3 separate regions of the Gossypium hirsutum genome follow, and all the other regions are linked to region 2. Evidence: chromatin contacts called from public Hi-C data. All regions are on one chromosome and are shown on one strand. Each heading gives the region's core, a stretch centred on a gene start, on an enhancer-like site or on the middle of the called end of the contact. The rest is flanking DNA. Distances are from core to core; before and after follow the strand shown. Region 1 holds the start of LOC107950662 (protein ROOT HAIR DEFECTIVE 3). Region 2 holds the start of LOC107940023 (origin of replication complex subunit 3). Region 3 holds the start of LOC107950614 (growth-regulating factor 4).

The links. A called contact is a pair of places that touch in the nucleus more often than the background predicts.
Region 1: a contact with region 2 is called in a Hi-C map of leaf, with 2.1 times the contacts expected there. The contact joins the promoter of LOC107950662 here to the promoter of LOC107940023 in region 2. A contact is called at or near these places in 6 of 34 Hi-C or Micro-C datasets (hypocotyl, leaf and petal).
Region 3: a Hi-C map of leaf shows a contact between it and region 2, with 2.9 times the contacts expected there. The contact joins the promoter of LOC107950614 here to the promoter of LOC107940023 in region 2. A contact is called at or near these places in 15 of 34 Hi-C or Micro-C datasets (anther, callus, cotyledon and 4 more).

What each region holds. Positions count from the first base shown.
Region 1 is chrD03:10,477,749-10,482,062 of Gossypium_hirsutum_v2.1, forward strand. LOC107950662 (protein ROOT HAIR DEFECTIVE 3) reads left to right here and starts at 1,790. Exons shown (of 23, transcript XM_016885544.2): 1 at 1,790-1,915; 2 at 2,554-2,703; 3 at 3,157-3,180; 4 at 3,266-3,368; 5 at 3,690-3,760; 6 at 3,863-3,926; 7 at 4,010-4,075; 8 at 4,248-4,295. The coding sequence starts at 2,654.
Region 2 is chrD03:10,245,715-10,249,721 of Gossypium_hirsutum_v2.1, forward strand. LOC107940023 (origin of replication complex subunit 3) reads left to right here and starts at 2,635. Exons shown (of 18, transcript XM_016873430.2): 1 at 2,635-2,831; 2 at 3,075-3,275; 3 at 3,349-3,523; 4 at 3,684-3,853; 5 at 3,951-4,007. The coding sequence starts at 2,760.
Region 3 is chrD03:10,089,915-10,094,163 of Gossypium_hirsutum_v2.1, forward strand. LOC107950614 (growth-regulating factor 4) reads left to right here and starts at 2,354. Exons shown (of 4, transcript XM_016885495.2): 1 at 2,354-2,994; 2 at 4,048-4,249. The coding sequence starts at 2,754.

The DNA of each region.
Region 1 (4,314 bases), core at 540-3,039, 230 kb after region 2:
TTGTAAATCTTGTAAATTGGTTTTGTATGATTTGGAATTGAGTATAAATAGGTGATATTTAAGGTTCAAATTGGCATATTTGAATGGTTTATTGGGGCATGTGTGAATGTTATAAAGGTTGAATTTGGTTGGTATATACCATATGAATGTTGCCATTAATGCTAGGAAGAAAAAAAATTCTTAAGATTTAAGGTGGCAAGATTGAGGTTGTGGTGTCAGGCCTTATGAAATCGCGACGAGTTCAAGTTAGTGAGTGAGGTCGTAACATGGAATCCATGAAGTCGCAACGAGCACTGAAAGTTTGGACTTTGCAATTTGGTCCCTAAATGACCTTTGATAACCTCGGGAGCTTTCGTAAGCTTGTTTCAAGCTTAGATAAGTGTTTGAATCACATTTAATTGTATTTTAAGCTTAACAACTTGAAAAAAAAAATTAAATTGATTTGGAGTGATCGTAGTTGCTTTGACAACGAATGTGGTATCTCGATACCTCGGATAATGATGTTGCAAGTATAATAATAAATATTAAAAATTAATGATAAAATGTAAATAAAATATTTTCGTAATTCAAGATTTACATCATCAAAAAATATACTTCTAATCAATACTTACTTATCAAATAGATTTTTATAATTTAAATTCAACACACTTAATGTTTTAATTGATGAAACAATACATAAATTAAATGCGTATTTAGAAGAGGTGCTAAAATTACATAATTCAGATGTGGCCTTTCTTTAAAATAAATGTTTGTAAAAAATAAAAATAAAATATTTGTACAATTAATTTATCATATAAAATTTAACTACAAGGGTACATTTGTTTTGTGAAATATTAGATTATGTTATGTGATAATATTATGAAAATATAAGATTATGAATGAAATGCGAGATTATGAAAATAAAATTGGTGCTCGAGGCCTGACCTACTTTTTGCCCAAATCCATATTTCGGCGGGCGTCGGGCCGGACCAGACCGTCCTGCCCATGGGCAGGTCTAGGTTTAACCACACTCATTTTTTCATTTTAAATTTGGTTTCTGGTGGGTTCCACACTACACACAACAGAACAGTGGAGCAGCCATGCTGGACCCATGCGGCTCTGAAACATGGGGTTATTAGAGCGTGTGTACAGTCGCTGTTAAAGCAGCCGATCACACACCGCCCACTTTTCGGAAAAATATATGGGCGGTTGATGGGCCCCGCTAGAATCGGTGATCGTGCAGCTGACCCCCCAACCAAACACAATTCCTACCAAAAACTTTGTCCTTTTGTCTTGGACAACTAATCAGATGCTTCCATCTCTGTACCTTCATTGGAGGTGTATGGAGACTTATTTGAGGATGCATGCATCTGAGTTTAATTTGTATTGATTTTTTTTAAATCTATTAAGATTTTTTAAAATTTTAAATTTAATAAAAAAGGAAAACTAATTATTATCGAAGTATTAATTACTGGGTCTAATTTTTTCTCTTTTACTTTTCAAAATTTACTACCTATCTCATTGCTAATTGAATTATGTTAAATTTAAATACATTATTATAATTGAGATTTAAATTTTCAAATCATACTTTTGAACATTAAAATTCTGCATACTCAAATTAATAGAAATGAATTAATAACATTACTAATTAGACTCTAATTTTCAAATTATAAGTAATTATCAAATTCTTGAAATTAAAAAGGGAAGGACTAAATTTGGAAAATCTAACAGATTTAGGGACTAAATATAAAATTAAACTTATTTACTTTGCGGTCTTTGATTACCCAGTCCAGCCCACTTTTAAAGAAAAGAAAAAAAAACAGTAGACTAAAGACGAGTTTCAAAGCCTCTCTCTATTTTTCTCCTCTTTCTCTGTCTTTCATTGACATCGATCTCCTCAGTTTCTGAGCTATCACTTTCAAACAAGATTCAATGGGTACGTTCTCGCATCGCATCGCATCGCATCGTCTCATCTTATTCTTTTCTTTTCCCATTTCTGTTTTGCCTTATTATTTTCTCTCTGTTTATAGCTGTTTTAAGTGATCCGTTTCTTCCTTTGTTTAGTTAATTTTATTCGGTTTCTTGTTTAATTTCTATGATGTAACTGAACCAGAGCGTTTTAGCATCCGCGCCGCCTTAATAATTTTGTTCTTTTACTATTAGTTAATGAGCGATGCGATCTCTTTTATGTTAAAATTTATATTTAAACTTGGTTTTTAGGTTTTTTAAGAGTTTCTTTAAAGTATTGTAGTCTGAAGTTAATTTTTCTGTTTGGATCGGGTCTATAGATAGATTTTATGTATACTGCATGTTTGGCTGCTGAGGAAACTGAAGAAAACTAAAAAAGAAAAGTGAAAAATCCGATTTTGCTTATCAGCTCCTTAATATTAAAGTTGCCAAATTTATTAAAGTTGCCAAATTTATCTGTCTGAATTAATGAATATACTAATTCTTTTTAGTTGAGATATTCTTAAATTTTCCTTGATCAACTGATATGGATATTTTAATCTTAAAGTTGCTGATGGAACCTTCATTCTCTTTACTTATACATGCTACGGACATTTCGCTTCACAGCCACGACTGAGGAATGTCATTCAATTCAACTTATTGATGGAGATGGATTGTTCAATGATGTTGGAACTGACCGCCTTATCAAGGAAATTAAGCTTGCTGAATGCGGGTTGTCATATGCTGTGGTTGCTATCATGGGACCTCAGAGCAGCGGTATGCTTTTATATCTTTATGACATCTTGCTTTATACTTGTCCTTTTCTTGGTCCTTAGGTGCCTATTCCTAGGTCATACTGAGCTGCTTATTTGTTCTCATTTTCTTTAATGATACTGAATTAGAAATACTTGGGTTGCATGTGAGAGTATGATAAACTTGGAGTTTGGTCACTGCAGCTTTGCACAAAGGCATAGTTTTCATATCTCACTTTGATATGAACTTGTTCCATATGGTATTATTGGAAACTTCTGTAGTTAGTTTTGTATATATCTTTCTTGCATAAATTTTTTTTTTTAAATTCTAACACATGCCATGAAAGATTTTAGTTTTGGTGTTTTATCATGGTAGCTGTGTAAGTTCTGATTGTTCCATTTAAAGTTTTATTTTTTTTTCCATGATCTCAACAGGTAAAAGCACACTGTTAAATCATTTGTTTTACACCAATTTCAGGGAAATGGATGCATTTAAGGGAAGGTAAGTTACGTTTTTCTAATAAGTAGTAACACATTGGATTTGTTTCAATTGGCTGAAAGAACTAATGGAATGTGCTTTTTCTCAGGTCTCAAACCACTAAAGGTATTTGGATGGCAAAATGTGCTGGTATAGAGCCTTGCACTCTAGTAATGGATTTGGAGGGTACTGATGGAAGAGAACGAGGGGAGGTGCTGTTGCTAGCTTGCATTCTATCATTTCCATATGTTGTCCAAAAATTGAAACTACATTATTTTATATATCATCAACTACTTTTGCTTGCAAAGAATAAAATTTTGTAACGTACTCTGGGTTTTAAGAGTTATGGATTAAGCTGGATCATATTAAGAGATGGAATTCCTATTATAATAGCGGAATATGGAGTGAATAATCTGTGTGTATATTTGCTTTGTTTATTTTTATCTGATCTTCACGTGTTTAATGAAAAATGGGGAAGGAGAGAGCTTACATTATTATTTATATATTTTCTTCATTTCTTTGCCACATTCCAGGATGACACAGCATTTGAGAAACAAAGTGCACTTTTTGCATTGGCGGTTTCAGATATAGTACTCATAAACATGTAAGGTTTGGCACCTATATGGTGCTTGACATCGTTTTGTACATTAGTTAATTGCAATCAGTAGTATGTGCAAGTGGCTTTCTTGAACAATTTTTCATTTAGGTGGTGTCATGATATTGGTCGTGAGCAAGCTGCAAACAAGCCTCTTCTGAAGACCGTATTCCAGGTATTCACAGTCTCGCTGCCCTTCCTAAGCAGTGCTCTGACTTTCAAGTGGTTCTTTTCTTATCTAGTTTTATTTGGTTGCAGGTCATGATGCGATTGTTTAGCCCTCGCAAAACAACTTTGATGTTTGTCATCCGTGACAAAACAAGGGTGGGTACCTTTCTTTTATGGAGCAAGTTGTGCCTGAGGGCTAATTCTTTTGTTCACCTTTTTAGTTTTTCCATAAAATTTTTACAGTATTTAAGCTTTATATTGTTATCATGTCTAAGGATTTTCTGATGTCAATGAAGTTTATGGTTTCTTAACTGTTCCTTTTTTACAGACACCTCTGGAAAATTTAGAACCTGTTCTGAGAGAAGATATTCAGAAGGTACAGATACATGGAGCTT
Region 2 (4,007 bases), core at 1,385-3,884:
CACCGTTCACACTAGAACGTTACTAATCTGCAATGGATTAAAGGAGTGAGTGAGCGTAACAAGCTCAGTGAATGTCTAGAGCAACTACCATGCAAACAGTTCATCAAGCATTAGCGAACATCCATTTAGCATAATTACAACATCTCAACTTTATTTTCATATTACTTGTTCATGCATCTTTCAATGATTCATTTACATAATAATCACATATCATTTAAGCATATACCACAATACTCATAAACATATTCATTGATAATTTGACACTTGAGCTATAAAATATAAAAATGGACTCTATCACCACTTATCAGATACACAGATCTCTAACACACTAAATGACTCATAGAGTCGAACATATCCCAAAAGTGAAGCATATAGCTAACACTCTCCATCACACCAAACATGTCCCATTGAATGGAGGTTAGCTCACATTCCCTTATCTCTCTAACATGTCCCAGGGCCTCAACACCCAAATCGCATAACACATATAGATGAGTACTCACAATTCTATGACATGCTAACTATATCCAACGGGCTCAATGTTTACAAGGCTAAAATATCGTTATTAACACACACATTTACTTATCATTCACTGTACTTTATCTCTACATAATCACATTATAAGCACAACATATTCGTTGTCATATGGCACATAAAACATGCTCACAACCAACTCTTTCAGAATATCCATCATAAGCTTATTACACATATCACAATGTCACATTATAATTACAAATTCACAACACATTTTCATATATAAATTCATGAGTATGAAAAAGCTTACACTTGGGAATTAGAGTAGGGATTTAGGCTACTTCTAAATTCCCAGTTAACGTATTGAATCGTGTGTAGGGATTTAGGCTACTTTTAAAGTAAATTTAGAAACCTTCTAATTACACGAAAAATAATTGAAAAACTCTTTGAAACCACGTTTTTACAAAAATCCTAAAATTCACCATTAATAATCCAATTTTCAGCTTTTATTCAAAACATGCGATTTAATGACTAAAAACTTAGTTTTAAAGACTAAATAACATTCAAAACTATTTAGGAGTTGAACCGTTACCCTAGTTTACAAAAACCAAGCGTTTGATAAAAAACCCGAAGAAACCTAAAAACTTAACAATGGAGAAATCTATGGCGATTTTAGGTGTTTTTCTTGGAACTTTATAGAGGTTTATGGCTTGGGTGATGATAGAAATTAAAGGATTAGAGTTTGGAAGATCAAAATAGGCGATTGAGGTTGGGGGTCTCAAAGGGATGGCACAACAAAAAGGAAGAGAATGTTTCTTTTTTTTCTTTTATTCACGTCAAAACTAGGGTGAAAAGAGGGAAATATGGGTTGATTTTAAATTTTGGTTTAGTTGCCTCTTACAAGCTCAAAATTTAGACTTTTTTACAAATCAGTCCACTTTTCAAAGTAAAGGTCCTTTTAACATCTTTTTCAAAAACTGATTTAATTTTCTAAAAGCTATAGTCAAAAATATTTTCGATTACCATGCTTACAAAATTCTCGAGCACACTAAAACTAATATTCGAATATAACCCTAAAACTCCTAGGCCCAATTTTGGGGTGTTACAGTAAAACTTGTAGAAGAATTGGTTCTCCTAAGGGAAGGAAATATCTTTTTGTTTTCAAATTTCTTATAAGGGTTCTACTATCAAAATTTCTAAATTACTAAAATTGCCTACAAGGATACATTTTCCTAAACATGCCTAACTCATGGCTACTTGGATTGTGTATCAATACTTAACAAAAATAATAATATTCTAATAAAGATAGTTAAACTAGAACTCGAAAATATTGAAAACAAATTTGAAGATCTCCAAAACTTATAGTTATCTGTTCCTCCTTGGCTTTGATGCCAAACGAGTCTCGAGGATTTGAGGATGGATGGAAGTAAAGTTTCACTAAAAATGAAAATTTTCAACATTTAATATTTTAAATGTGTTTGATAATCATTTTAATTTTTTACTTAATATAAAATTTTCAATAAAAAAAGTGAGCAATAAGATAAGTAGGTAGGTAGCTACTTATCACTTAACGGAGAAAATATTAAGTTGATTTTATTTTATTAAAAAATTAAAATAAATTATCTTTTTTAAAAAAAATGAGATATTCAAATTACCATATGTATCTTTTATCCAAAACTCTCCAAAATAAAATAAAATAAAATAAAATAAAATAAAATATTATATTAATAAGATTAAATTTAAAAAAATGAATAATATTTTAAAATCAATCCTTCCTTTTACTAAACAACATAATTATATTCAATAATTATATTTAGTAATTTATCAAACAATTTTCTAATATAAATTCAACACTTATAAAATTTAGCAATAAAAATTCAGTACTTAAATTTTCAGCACTTAGATTTTCAGTTTATCAAACACACCTTTAGTTAATATTTTAATTTTTTATAAAATAATTCTTTTTACAAATTCATAATTTAATTTGTTTTATGTGGGCCTTGCAAGAATGAAAATGATAATACAAAAAGAAGTGGATGGCCCGTTTGAATTTGGATATTGAAGAGACCGACTAAGATCTAGAAATACGGCTAAGCCCACTCAAAATCAAGAGAAATATTTTTGTTTGACATTTATACCCCTGAGGCATTTCCCGCCAAAACTGAAAGGAAAGAACCCCTGGATTGGAAACTGGAATGTAGAAACTGGCTCACAAAAAATACCCATAAACCCTAAAAACGGCAAAAAAATTCCTCTAAAATCTATCAAAACGATCGAAATCAAAATCAATGGCTCCTTCGTTAAATGACGATTCGCCTCCTTCAACCATTGACGAAGCCTTCACCGAAAATAATCTCCAGGTTCCTTTCCCTGTGATTGTTTTTTTTTTAATAAAAAATGTTTTTGTTTCATTTCCAAAAAAAATTAATCACACTTTATACGTTTTTCTGCTTGGTTCTCAGAAAAATTCTTCGTTGTAAATTTATTTTAAAAAAATGCATGTCATATAGTTCATGGTTAAAGTACTTATTTAGTTAACTTTGAAGATGTTGAGGTTTTGAATAGATTTTTATTCATTATTTTTCCCCAAAAAAACATGGCAGCCGTTTGTTGTTCTTCAAAAAGGATCGTCTCGGAAATCAGATAGAAAATCATCAGGAACTGGAAGAACAAGGAGAACCGATTTGTCTTCAGCATCACCAAAGAATTCTGCGAATATCGAAGACGAAAAGGAAGATGAAAACATGAACTTGAGAATGGAAGCCTTTGAATTTGTTTGGTCAAAAATTGAATCAACCATTAAAGTAGGTAAAAATCCTAGTTTATTTATTCCTTACGCTTTTACTTTTCCCTTTTAAAAATTGTATAGCTTTGCAGGATGTTTTGAGAGATATTAATATGAACGTGTTTAGCGAGATACAAACTTGGGTGCATCAATCTTTTGACACAATCAGATCACTTGGGACTCCCGAGTTTCCTGAAGCTACTCAATCATTCCCTATTATAACTGATGCTAATTCTAAAAGGCTATTTACTGGTCTTGTTCTTACCAGTAAGTTTTCTGCTTCCTACTTTAGTTTAATTTTTGGTTGGAGTTGTTGCCCTTACCTTGTTTAACTAAAATTCTTTGGTCTATCTCGTTGGGTGCATGATGCATGCTATAAATATATCGTTTACAAAAGCTATTCTTTATGGTGTATGATGGTTGACAGAGAATATGGAGTTTGTTGATGATCTACTGACTTTTGAAGAACTTGGGAAACACTTGAAATATCAAGGATGCCATATTGCTAACCTTTCCTCACCTGACTTTACTGCCAAAAATGGGGTTGGTGGTTGCCTAAGAAGTTTATTAAGACAGTTTTTAATGTCTTCTTTGGATGTAAGTACTTGTAACAGCTCTCTTTGACTGTTGAACGATAATTTACTTGCAGTTTGTAACTTGAGCTTGTTCCTTTTTTCCCTTTTTGTTTGAGCAGCCAGCTGACATATCAATCTTAGCATCATGGTATAGAGAAGAAAACTGCAATAATCCA
Region 3 (4,249 bases), core at 1,104-3,603, 160 kb before region 2:
TGAGATTGAAATAGAGTTGGAAGGATTAAGGATTTGGTCGTTAGAAGTTGGTAAGGGACAATGATGTTTAAGGTTTTGGAAATGGAGAAGGGATTGAATGTGGAGGCTATAGATGAAAGTGCGAAAAGAATGATGATGAAAAAATGAGGACAAAAATGAAAAAGTTAAATCTTTCGGCATTCCTACTGTTGCTCTGAATGGGTAATTTAGAGGGTGGGGCAAAAAATAATATTCAGCCTTTACTCAGGGACTAGTGAGAATAGAGAGCTAAACATCAACACTAGTAATAGACAATTACACTATACCAAACATCTACTTTAATGTGGGCCCACTGAATTTGAGTTGAATGCATGGTTCATTATATTGAACCAAACATATTGTTAATTCATTTACCAACAGTTACATCACCGATATTAATCATATGAAATAAAAATAACATTAATAAACTAAAATATAATCACATAAAATTACTTAGTAATTTAAAACAAACCCTCGCTTTTAACAAATAATTTCTAAAATTAAAAGGTTAGATTAAAATGGTTTCACTCTTCTATTTTATATATATAAAAATCTTTTTAACTCTCTATTTAATTTTTCATCTTTCTAGTCTTTAATTTTTGTTTTGTTTTGTCAAATCACCTAAAAATGAATGAAAAATTTAACCTTTTTTTAAAACTTTTTTGACGTTGCATACATGTGGATAACACGTTAATATTTACTTAATTTTTAAAATTTTAAAATTAAAAAAATTATAAAAACTTTTTAAAAATTAAAAAACATTAAAATTTTAAAAAATATATTTTAAAATTTTAAAAAGTAAATTAAATTTTGACATGTCATCTAGATGGCAATCCATGTATATGCCACGTCAGCAAAGTAAACGAACATTAACTTTTCCATCAATTTTGGAGTGATTTGACAAAAATACAAACTCAAGAGTTAAAAGAGACAAAAAATTACATGGAGGGATTAAATAACTTTTTTGTAAAGTTGTAGGGCTAAAAAACTCATTATGCCAATTAAAATTAAGGTAAACTACATCCAATGTCAATAAACTATTAATAAGTTGATGTTTTGGTCACTTAACTTCAGTAAGTTACAAAAAGATCATTGAATATTTAGAATTTTTTATTTAAGTTACTGAACTATTCGAAAGTTTTTATTTAAGTCTTTAGGTTGTTAATTTTTTTATTTAAGTCTCTAAACTATTAATAAGTTTGACTAGTGAGCTCTAATTGACAATTCGATGATTGGTAAGGTGGATCAATATTCATTGATAAGTAGAAAAACATATTTTAAATCTAAGTTGATTCGATGGTCAATTTCGAAAATAAAAGAAGATAAATTTATGGATCTTTGTTTGTAGAATCATGACGTTGAAAATTGTTTCATGAAAAAAATAAACTATAGAAAAGAAGGGAAATGAAAACTTTCAATTGGTGTAAATAATGTGAATAGAAAAAATAATACAATATCAATTTTAATAGCATAATAATTTAAATAAAAACTATATAATAATTTATTGATAATTTTATTATTTTTTAAAGTTGAATGATGAAATTAATCTTATAAAATATATTAACACCGGTTTAGTTTTTACACATTTAAAACTATAGTGGGTCCTATCCTATTAAAAAACCCACGTCCGGACGCTAGAAAGATCTCGGTGTTTTATTAAGGTTTTTACAGAATTATAAAGCTAAAAAAAAAACAAAAAACAAAAAAAAAACCTACTCCTGAAGAGTAAAAGAAATATATATATATCTATACATGTATAAATAAAAAACTAATTTTTATACAGCGTGTAAATTTTTTTTAGATTTCATATGCACGTAAATAAGTTAACACTTATTTTTATTTTATCTGTACATATATTTTTAATTTTACAAGTAAAACTTAAAAAAATCAAATATATCTTAAATTATATATTATTTGTTACTAAATAATAGTTTTCTTAGATATTTAAAAAATGATCTACAAAAATGTGACAGTTAATTGAAAGATAATTTATCAAATAATAATTTTGCAGTGTCAAATGGTTCTTTCTCTTTATCCACATTTGACTGGTTACCGAAAGCTGTCTAACACATCACTTCATCTTAAGACAACACAACCTCTTCCCAACAACAACAAACAACATCTCTGGTTCAGACACCCCTTGTCCTTTTTTAGGAACTCTCCCCCTTTATTACCATTAATTTATCCAATCAAATTAAACTAATTAACCCACACTTAGCTAATTAAATTCAAGTATTTATTAGTCTAACCATTGACTCAATTAAGCCATAATTAACCCTAACATCATTGTTACGAGAAAAAGGGCTTTTGTCTTCCCCATTAAAGATGGGACTAAACTTATATTCAAAAAAAAAAAAAAGAAAAAACGAAAAAAAGATGGGACTAAACTTGGGCTTTGGGGATTCCTTCCCAGGCACTCCCTCCCCTTTTCTCCTTAACACATAACAAAGCAAAGCAAATCAGATATATATGTTAGATAGAGACTTTGTGACATAGTAATAGAAGGAACAAGAAATATGTTGGAAGATAGAGGTTCTTGTTGATCTATGTCCCCAAGTTTTTCTACTTCCTAGTCCTAAAAACATGTTACAGTTTGTGGGTTTAAAAGGCTTTTGAAGTTACAACAAGTGGGTTACCTTCTAGGAATAAAGAAGGAAAAAGTGAGCATAGCGAGTTCTTTTTTTCTCTTACTATTGATATATTTATAAATACAAGTTTCTTGGGTAGCGTTGGAGATGAATAGTGGCGGTGGAGGTGGCGGTGGTGGCGTTGGGGGAGGAGGGGCTGGGAGTGGTGGTGGGGGGATGATGGCAATAAGGACATCACCATTTACAGTGTCACAATGGCAAGAACTGGAACATCAAGCTTTGATCTTTAAGTATATGATGGCAGGTTTGCCTGTGCCACCTGATCTTGTGCTCCCTATTCAGAAGAGCTTTGAGTCCATTTCTCATAGGTTCTTTCACCACCCAACCAGTAAGCCCAACATGATTTTCTTTCATCTTTTATTTTTATTTTTTATCTCCCCTTCTCTTTTATCTCCCCTTTTCTTTTATTATTCTTTTCTAAACCTTTGATGTTGTGAATTTTTTTTTGTCCTCTGGGTGTGTTTGTTTTGATTTGAGGAATCTTGTTCAGTATGCTGGTGTTTTCTTGTAAAAAAAACGGATCTTTTTTTTTTTCTATATTGATCTCTTTATTTTGAAAACCATAATCAATTTTTTTTTTCTGATTTGAACCATAACCAGATTTTTAATAAAATTGGGGTTGAAATTGCTTCATACTTTTTTTTATGACTAAAAAATAAATAAATAAAAAGATTGCTCATTTGCAAGAGATGGTTTCCCCCTGGGTTTTAAGATAAAAGATTTTGATATGGTTGAGTGGATATTTAATTTTTCAATGATGCTTTTTACTTCCAGTGGAATAGGTTGGGAAACATTCCTTAAATTAATGGACTTTGAAGAGCTGTTGGGTTTTGGGGATAATCTCTTTACTTGCTCATTAAAATCACATTTCTAGGACAAAGATTAGTCGTTTTCGCTTTTGTCCTCAATTTTCTTACATACAAGTTTTAAAAGAAAAAAAAAACACTTGGTTCTATGTTTCAGTTGCTTTCCTTTCTTTATTGTTTTTGTGTGTTAAGTTGGTTTCTTCTGGTGATATTACCTTTCGTCATGGATTGTCTTTAAATTTCTGTTTCTTTTATAGTAGTTTATCTCAAAAGATTCTTCTAAGGTGATGCCAAATCCTTTTCTTCTGTATTTCTTTATTCATCCATGTGATATTGCTGATGTCTTAATCATCAAGTGTTATATCACTTTTTGACAATTCTTTATTCATATTTTGATACTTGTGATTTTAGAGTTTTCTAACATCATTGTTATAATTTATTATGTTGTCATTGTTGCTGATGTCCCGTTTTCTTGTTTTACTTGTAACTTACTTTCTTCTTGTTTTGTCAATCTCGTTCCTGTTTGTTGAAGAAAGCCTAGTAATGAATCAGAGTTTTTGAGTGTAAATTTGCAGTGGGGTATTCTTCCTTCTATGGGAAGAAGGTGGATCCGGAGCCAGGAAGATGCCGGAGGACCGACGGCAAGAAATGGCGTTGCTCCAAAGATGCATACCCTGACTCCAAGTACTGTGAGCGGCATATGCATCGCGGCCGTAACCGTTCAAGAAAGCCTGTGGAATCGCAAACTATGGCACAGTCATCATCTACTGTGACATC